3 separate regions of the Mus musculus genome follow, and regions 1 and 3 are each linked to region 2. A link is a contact called in public targeted proximity ligation data. All regions are on one chromosome and are shown on one strand. The core of a region is the stretch at or near the end of the contact, and the rest is flanking DNA. Distances in the headings are between cores, read along the strand shown. Region 1 overlaps Glis3 (GLIS family zinc finger 3). Region 2 overlaps Glis3 (GLIS family zinc finger 3). Region 3 has its middle 26 kb from the start of Gm35922.

Region 1 (2,927 bases), core at 413-2,912, 220 kb after region 2:
CCAACTCAAGCAGTTACTATAAACTTTTGGGAAACACCCTATTTTCTGTTGAACCATATCGAAAACTTCGCATGTGCAACCAAGTTGCCCTGTTGCCCACGAGGTTATAAACAGTAAGGGCAGCACTTCCCTTGTAATAAATGTAAGCACATACAAACAAAAATATCTCTAGGCATGAATAAGCGATGGGTATGTTCAGCCACAATTACAAAATAAAAGAAAGCTGTTGTCTCTATACCTAAAGCAGAGTTTCTTAAAGGTAGCTGTGTTTCACGGTCAGGTTTCTGTGACCTATTATCCCGTTCATTTTTAGAGCACTATTTAAAACCCAGGCTTCATGCTGACAAACACCAGTGTTGAAACTAACTATTGCTACAGCCCATCCAAGCAACCTTCTCCCTTGGGCCACATTATTATGGGGAATACAGGCAGAATTGTGGTTCCCTGAGCCAGCAGGGCACAAATGAGGGCAGTGATTCATAAGGTGACTCCAGCGAGTTTGCAGACGCGTCACTTTCATGGAAGCTGACGTGCACAAGAGAAGCCTGGGCTTGACTTTTTGAACCGGTAAGCACTTTCTGGCCTCGCTGCCACTTGAGGACTTAGAGGACTGTGGAAGGTTGAAGGTTTCTGAGGATAGGAGTGAACCTGACAGGATGCTGATTTACCAAAAATAAACCCTTCAAATGAGATCACACCCATGTCAGTAGCTTTTTGAGCGGGAAGATGGTAATTTTGCCTCTTCACAGGCTCCTGTAAGTCCTTGAACTCCGATGCCATTGGATCAGTCCTTTGGGGGCTGGGTCATCTGGGGTCTTAATTCTATCCTGGTGAGGTTGGGTGAAAGTGATACTGGTCTAAAAATACAACTCCCTGAACTCTTCAACCTTCAGATCTTTTTGATAATATGACTTTCTTAATCCTGAACTTGATTTCTTTAATTAAAAAAAAATCCACTTGTTCTTTGATATTAGTAAAGCTTAAAAGGGGCAGAAATGGGCATAGAACAGAGTTGTATACCAAGAAGGAAGTGAAGGGCATCACTGGTAATCTTGTCGCCTGATTACAGCCTAATGAGATGTCTGCCAAGTAGGTCCCCCACAGTAAGGGTCCTTCCTCTCTGATACAAGTGACTTTGGAAGTGACAAGCCTCAGCTATCAGGCAACGTCTTACCAATTAGCTCATGTAAATGGGCACACAGGAAAGTGTGACGTCCTTTCCAGTGCTCAAAGGTGAGGCTGCCCCAAGAACGAGGCTCTGAGTCACCCTCCGTGTGTGAGGGACAGTGGTGGGAACAGAGCCAGAGCTATGTATGAGGGCCTCTTTGGAATGAGAGCGAGGGTTCATCACAGCATCATGGAAATGTCTGCAGTCTCTCTCTCTCTCAGGCTCTTAGTTCAGAGTCCAGGACCCTGTGTTGGCTGCAGTCAGGTGGTTTCTGTTGTCTTTGTGCTGACGTGTGGCAATGGCAGAGAAAGCCGAGGCCTGGCCCACAGCATCTTGCTGCACAGCGAGAAGAGGTAGAAGGGCCATGCCGAGCGCCTTGCAAGTCAGCTGACTGAACATGCCATTATGCAACGAACATCCTCTGTGACTGAAGAGCACACAGAAACCTTTGCTCAGAAGCAAACAGCACAAGATTAATTGTAATGACCAGATAGGGAGCTGGCAAGGGCACACAGCACTTCAGAGGCCAAGGTGAACCTGGGGCAAGTTCAGACGGAGCTCCCGAGATGGCGGTGAAGGCACAAGAGCCAGGGAACCTGTTCCACCATAGAAACAAAAGCTGTGTGTATCCAGGAAGGGGAGAACTGTTCCCAAAAAGGCACTCAGAGAAAAACAAACAAGCCCCTGAAATATGCTCGCTGTCAGCTTTGGTGTTTAAAATGTGGGCCCCCTTCAGGGCACCAGCTCATGCTGCCTCTCTCTTGATTTTTCAGCTCCCATTTTCGCCAGCAATCATTCAACTCGAAGTGGAACAGCTGCTGGGGCTGGGCCACCCCCACATCCTGTCAGTCACCCTTCTCCAGGACATAATGTACAGGGGAGCCCCCACAACCCCTCCTCCCAGTTACCTCCACTCACAGCTGTGGACGCAGGCGCTGAGAGGTAAGGCCATCTGTCGCTCTCTCATAATAGGTGTCGCCGCCAAGCCTCCCTCTACCGAGAAGAGCTCTGACAGTTGCTGAATTTTATTAATAATCTGTTGGTGGGTTGAGTTACCCAGGGGTGACATTTTAAAAGTAACATACACCAAGTATGTGGACCAAATATCTCATTATCTGTTACATTTTATATATATGTGTGTGTGTAATAAATGAAATGATACCGGCAGTGGACAGCTCAGGTGTCAGGACCTGGAAACTGTATCGCAATGACCAACAGTTGCCACCTCTCTCCATCTTGCTTTGGGGCTCAGTTACCAGTGAGTTGAGGAGTTCTCTGGATAGGAATGGTACCATAGTTTCACAGATAGCAATGCAAGTTTGTGTGCTGGGCGTGTTTCTGTTATTGACAGAATGACTGGGCACAAAAAAGAAGAAAGTTGGTCTTGGCTCATGGTTTCAGAGAACTCAGCCTATAGTCACTGGATGCTGCTTTGGGCTCATCAGGTGGGAACATGTGACAGAGGGGGCCTCTTCACCTCCTGATGCCTAGGAAGTAGAGAGACAGAAAAGGACAATATTCCCAATTGCCCCTAAAGTCCCTCCACTAGGCCCCACTTCCTCAGAGCACTTCAAGGAGGTGCCAGGGCAGTGCCTCAACACACAGGCCATGGGCAGTAGTTCATTTCCCAACTGGAGCACGATGGGAAAAGATTATAAGGTGACAGAAGATGTTATGTGACTGATCAGAAAGCGACTGTTCACGCAATGCCTTTGGTTGGTATAAGGAATTTCTGTGGTTAAAGAACTCTATGTTCTGT
Region 2 (2,800 bases), core at 293-2,792:
AACAGCCAGTGTCTGAGAAAAGTTTCAGAGTGTTGGCCTTCCCAGAGGGAACTGAGTTTTGACAAGGAAGGAAGGACACACTAAACCTCTCCCTTCAACCTAAAATTCCTCCAGGGAAATGGAGGGGAAAGAAAATGATTTTGCTGTGAACTGTTAGGTTAATTTAATCCTCACAGCACTCCTTAAAAATAACCGGTGGGTCTTGAGACTCGGAATATGTTCTTCTACTACATACCCATTCACTGTGTACACTAGGTCCTGCCATAGTTCAATAATTAATATGTAACAGACCTTAACACACACAGACATACACACACACCATACCCCACATGAAATTTAGCTGCTCAATACATTGAGGTTCATTGCTCTGTTATTTCTACTTGTGTAAGATACTTAGCATTTTCCAGAATAAAGTATTAAAAATAAGTAAACTATTTTGACCTAACTTTTGGAATGAAGAGCGTGTTCTCTTCCCCTTCCACACGACAGCAGCACCTTGCTTTTTGCTGGGTAAGCTATGAGAGAGAGTTGGCCAGTTTCCCAGTGTTTCTGACAGTTTCTGAAATCACCTTGTTCAAGAATGAGGTGAGGGCTGGGTGTGGTGATGTACATCTGCAATCCTAGTACTTCCAAGGCTTCTGCAGGAGCTTGGGGAGTTTGAGGCCAGCTTGGGATAGGTAATGGGGGAGGACAGGGGACAGGAGAGGTGTGCATCGCCCTTAGGCAGTGATCTGAAAAGGCAACAGATAAGAGCGGGGAGTATTGTAAAAGATGTTGAGATGATTGCACACGGTCGCGGACAGTTTTGGATCTCTGGCTTGGTATAATAAAAGTTTATTTATTTTCCAGGTTGTAATACAGCATTTTTGCAGTTGTGCAGTAACTCAGGATCCTTCAGTATGGGTGTGGCAACCTGAGCCCACTATGAAGGAGATCCTAATGATTATTACAGAGTGATGCGTTTCTTCCTTCGTATCATTGGGCAGGACTCAGGCACGTGGTGTATAACAAACAACTGCAAGGGAGGCTGGGAGTGTGGTCTCCCCGTGGACTCAGGAGAAAACTTGGGAGGTATCAGTTTTTGGAGCCAAAATCGCCCCTCATTTCCTCTCCCTGTGCAGGTCTTTTCTGACCTCTTGAGGAGAAGGGGCACTTCCGTCAGTTTACTCTGAGTTTCCTGTGAGGGTGCTGACCACATCTCATCACACTGGTTGGTTGGTTGGTTGGTTGGTTTTTAAGGGAATATTCCTTTTAATCAGTGCTAGCCTTGAAAGTTTGCTTTTCAGTTTGCTAAGTCTTTCCCAGGCCATCCGTCTTTCCCCCTCATTTTTGCTTTCCAAAGATTCCATTGGCATCTGATCACCACCGCTGGGAAACTCTCCTTATCTCATATGGATTACTCAGTTTCCCCCCCACCTTATCCTAATTACATGTTCTGGGTGCATGATTTGCGGTTGATCATCATCTTCTAACCCCTGAGGCTGTGTGGTGTTTTCCTGTCCCACAGGCTCTTGCCCTGAGGAATATCCTGTCATTATCGAGGGCAATGTCACAGATGAATCACCAAGACATTCACTATGGAGCAAAGAAATTTGGGTGTTACAGCTACTTCGCCAAGGGCCCTGAAACACAGCATTTCCCAGCTGTTCATAAAGTAGCCTGTTTGATACACACACTGTGGTCCTAAATGTTCTTATGTTCTCTGAACGCTTGCTTTCAGTCATGAACTGGCACGTACTCAAGGAAAGAATGTCAGTGAACCTCTATGGGCAATTTTGGTACATTTCCACCATTACATTCAAACAAAACGAAATTGCCTGACTCTTTATAATATGTCCTTTAGTGTGTTTAAACTTGCAGAATTATCCCTACAGATGACAAATTGTAAACAGCATGCAAAAACCACAGCCCTGGTTCAAGGCCTATCTCAGTGTTCCACCGACATTCACCCTTCTTAGAAATGTTTAAAGTGTTTTAGGAAAATGGAGCTAGGCAAACAGGCTTATCGGCAATAAAAAAAAAATCATTGATTCTAATTAAGAGGCGTCACATATGCAGAAACAAAGCTGCTTTTGTGTGATAGAAAGCCGACCTGCTCTCTCAGATGCATGGAGTGCTTTCCAGTGGCTTTAGATAATCATGCTGACAAAGTTTCAGGGCCCTGACCTTTTGGCCCATCTCAAGTGATTCAGCTGTACTTGTCGAAACTTGTCTAAGGTGTTAGTGGGAGGTGTGCTGGATACAATTGTTGTAAAAGCACAGTAGTGGCAAAGCAAGCTCTTGTTTCTGAAAGCCTGGAACTGCATCTTGAACAGAGGTGGGAAGCTCTGGCGTTCATGGGGGCAAAGTCCGAGTGTATTGAAGCTGTTTCCTCCTGGTAACTAGCATTTCCTACAGCAATACATACCCTAGTGTACTCACCCACTGCTGGTGAGGACTCCAACGTCTCCGGCTGTCTGGGTCAGCCTGATCCTGTCCCATTGTGTGTTCCTGGAAGGTTGCATTTAGATTGTGACCCTGATTTTATGCTGTGTCCACAGAATGGGGTCTTTATGACGGAACCAGTCAAGGAAGGCACTGTACACTCTGAGCAAATAATGGAGAAATCACTCTAATTGCTTACTCGATTGAGGTGTTAAATCAAAATCAACAACTGTGCCACCCGCAACTTTCCTTGAATTCAGAACTTAAGAAAAAAAATGAATTTCTAGACCATAGGGTCAAGAGCATAGATCTTGGTGAATCAATGGGCAATTTAGTTCTGAATTAAGAGTACATATCGACCATTTGTACTGCCAAT
Region 3 (2,979 bases), core at 174-2,673, 220 kb before region 2:
CGATAGCCCTTTCAAGTCCATGTTCCCAATGCCTCAACTTCCTTCCCTTTGCCCCATATCTCCTAGAAGTTGCACTACCTCAGAAGTTCCTGTGCTGCAGGCTGGAGCCCAAGACCCTAACACACAGCCTTCAGGTGTTACTAGTCTATGATTATCTGGAATTCAGTTTATATAATTTATTTATTTTTATTTTATGTGTAATGGGTAGGTGCTCTTTGCCTCTGCAAGTCTGTGTACCACGTGCAGGCAGTACCGACAGGCTCGATAAGGACATGACTTCTGGAAACAGATGGCTGCAAGCTACTGTGCTGGTGCTGGGTTCTGAGAATCAAACTCCGGTCCTCTGGAAGAGCAAAGAGTGCTCTTAACCACTGAGGCATTGCTCCAGCCCCCTGAAACTTTGTTTTATTTGTTTTGAAGATTAAGAGGTGCTTTAAACTGACAGACAAAATGCTTAATTTTATTTAAATGTTTAAAAATGCAACTGCGTGAAATAGCTACTTTGTTAACAGGCATTACTTCCCAAAGTCATAATCCTTGTAGTAAGACCATTTAAAATTTGTTCTCTTAGGTTTTTTAGGGTGGACTGTAATATATCGTTTCAACCACTTTCCATGTTATACAACAGAGCTTCCAAATTTATTCCCACTCTCTACCTGAAATTTTGAATTCTTCAGTCAACATTATTTTTTGTATACGCAGATGAATCATATTGATAAAGATACTGACACTGATCGTAGTTGTTGCTGCGATCAGCTGTCCTACAATTAACATAGTCGCTCAAGCACTCCTGTTCATTTGTCTGAGAAGCTTACGAACTTCTTTTGTTGTTCTTGTTTTTGAGACAGGGTTACTCTGTGTAGCCAGGTCTGCCCTGGAATTGGCTCTGTAGACCAAGTTGACCCCACACTCTGAGATCTGCCTGCTTCTGCCCCCTCAGAGCTGAGATTAGCAGTGTGTGCCTCTGTGGCCAGCTTTGTTTGTTCGTTGTTGTTCCGGTACTCTCGGATTTCTTTAGGTAAATGATAAAAGACTTATGAATGTTTTACATTATTTTTTAAAGTAGTTTCCTTTATTTGGGGACGCATCCTCTTTGATGATCCTTGAGAGCAATGAGCACCTGAGGTGAGACTACACCTCCTAAATATGCCTGCTGCTCCTGCTCCGAGAACGGCTAATGAGCCGTGATGAAATTTAATTAAAAGCAAACCCCACAAATAGCTCTGTTCCAAGCTTGCCAGGTAGTTATTCTCGAGACGTTCATTAGGGCTTATGCTGTGAATCCACCAAACCCTCCACTCAGTCCAGTCGCTACCACAGAGTTGACTGCCGTTCATGACTTTCATACAGTCAGTATTATCTGAGATGACTAATGTTGGTGGATGGTGGAAAATCACACTTTGGCACAGACAAACACCCACTGCCAGCTCACCAGGAAGTGTAGACTCTTAGGCTTCACTTACGTGTAATTTGCATGCACCCCATGCCTACATCCTCTAGGTCCTCTGATTCAGATGGTCTGAAGTTGGGCTCAGGAAAATGTCTGTATCAGGAACATCACCTTGAGAAGTGCTCTATATACTTTAAAGACCTTTCCACCATGCCAGGAAACCCTGTCCATTAGTAAATCTTGTTGCCTTGGTGCTAACTAGGAGCACAGGGAAGCTGGCCAAAGATGTTATAGATGTACAACAGAGACAGGCAATTCTGCATCTTTCCATCAGTTGACTGATGGCTTGTGACCGTGGATGTAAAGTAATGGCCACGCTTATGAATAATGTATATGATATTTTAGGGATTATTTAATGTATTTTTTATTCTCTTTAAATCAAGATGCCATATGGCTTCCTCTCCTTTTAATCAATGAATTTCAATGCTTCAGGGGCAGGACAGTCACTGGCTAGAACGCCAAAGTCATCACTCAGCTTTGACTGTCAAATGAAGCTTTTTATGTTGTGTATCCCCAGGGGGAAAGAGCTGTTGAAAGCCAGGCTGCATCAAGAGAGAAAAAGAATTTTCTAAATTTCCAAAGCTCACTTTATATATCATTTATTTCTAATCTTATTGGGTTCTTATTAGAAAACAGAGCCCATAAAAGCCCCGCTCTTCATGTTTTCTTGAGGTTTTCTTTGCAGCCAAGGACGCGATACATCTGTGCTGACTTTCCTTGTCTGGATGTCAAGTTCTCTAAGTGTTAGAGCAAGGAAGCTGACTGCAGCACCCGGCTCCTCTGTGTCTGTAGCTATTTTCTGCCTTCTAGATCTCACTGCTTTGAAAGAAATATCCGAGACCCCCTTGTATTTTATTCCACCCTTTTAGGACATTGAATATTCTTTTTGAATTTAAATTTCATTTCTATCAAAGCAGTATTCTTTTGTAGTTAAATTGTTCTCTGATGCTTAAAACAACAAGAAAAAAAAATGAAACAAAACAACCCCAAAATGCCAACTACACAGTCCCTCTCTCATGTCTTCCCTCTTCAAGTTTCCATTCCCTCGAGTCAACTGCTTTAATCTCTTTTTGCCTAATGTCTTGATGGTTCCCTCCATATTTTAAAACTGTGTGTGGCTATGGCTCTTAAAGTTCAAATGTTATTCTTTAACATGTCATTTTAAAAATGACTTTGGATATAAATGGGAAAAAAATGTCTATATGCAACTTACCATATTTATTATTAACAAAGGGGCAGGGGAAAATTTTAAATCCATGGACCCTGTTTCCCTCCTCTCTAGGCCAAAACCTCAGTCGTGGGACAGTGACTATTAGATACAATACGATGCACTAGCTAATATGGAGTACATATCATTCCAGTGAAAAGTCTCTTATGTTTCCATTCTCATTGGAGAGCCAGGTGATGGACAAGTGGGGTTGTGCATGTAAAATGGTAAGAAAATGCTACAGAGGAAGGAGAGGATGAGCAAGGAGGTAAGCAGGCTGGGTAGGGAGAGCTTCAGATGGCAAGTGGTTGTAGCTTACACC

Evidence for each region.
Region 1: a targeted proximity ligation map of pancreatic cancer cells shows a contact between it and region 2. A contact is called at or near these places in 4 of 484 Hi-C or Micro-C datasets (the MC3T3-E1 cell line, the STO cell line, cortical neurons and 1 more), 1 of 130 datasets of targeted methods (pancreatic cancer cells) and 2 of 9 other capture datasets (embryonic stem cells and pancreatic islet).
Region 3: a contact with region 2 is called in a targeted proximity ligation map of pancreatic cancer cells. A contact is called at or near these places in 2 of 484 Hi-C or Micro-C datasets (the AML12 cell line and nephron progenitors) and 1 of 130 datasets of targeted methods (pancreatic cancer cells).

Annotation. Positions count from the first base shown.
Region 1 is chr19:28,297,961-28,300,887 of GRCm38.p6, reverse strand. It overlaps Glis3 (GLIS family zinc finger 3), which reads left to right. Exons shown (of 11, transcript NM_175459.6): 8 at 1,942-2,110. Among named protein-coding and RNA genes, the nearest start is that of Gm35866, 65 kb to the left of the region's middle.
Region 2 is chr19:28,517,248-28,520,047 of GRCm38.p6, reverse strand. All of the region lies in intron 4 of Glis3 (GLIS family zinc finger 3), which reads left to right. Among named protein-coding and RNA genes, the nearest start is that of Gm35866, 150 kb to the right of the region's middle.
Region 3 is chr19:28,732,380-28,735,358 of GRCm38.p6, reverse strand. No RefSeq gene overlaps it. Among named protein-coding and RNA genes, the nearest start is that of Gm35922, 26 kb to the left of the region's middle.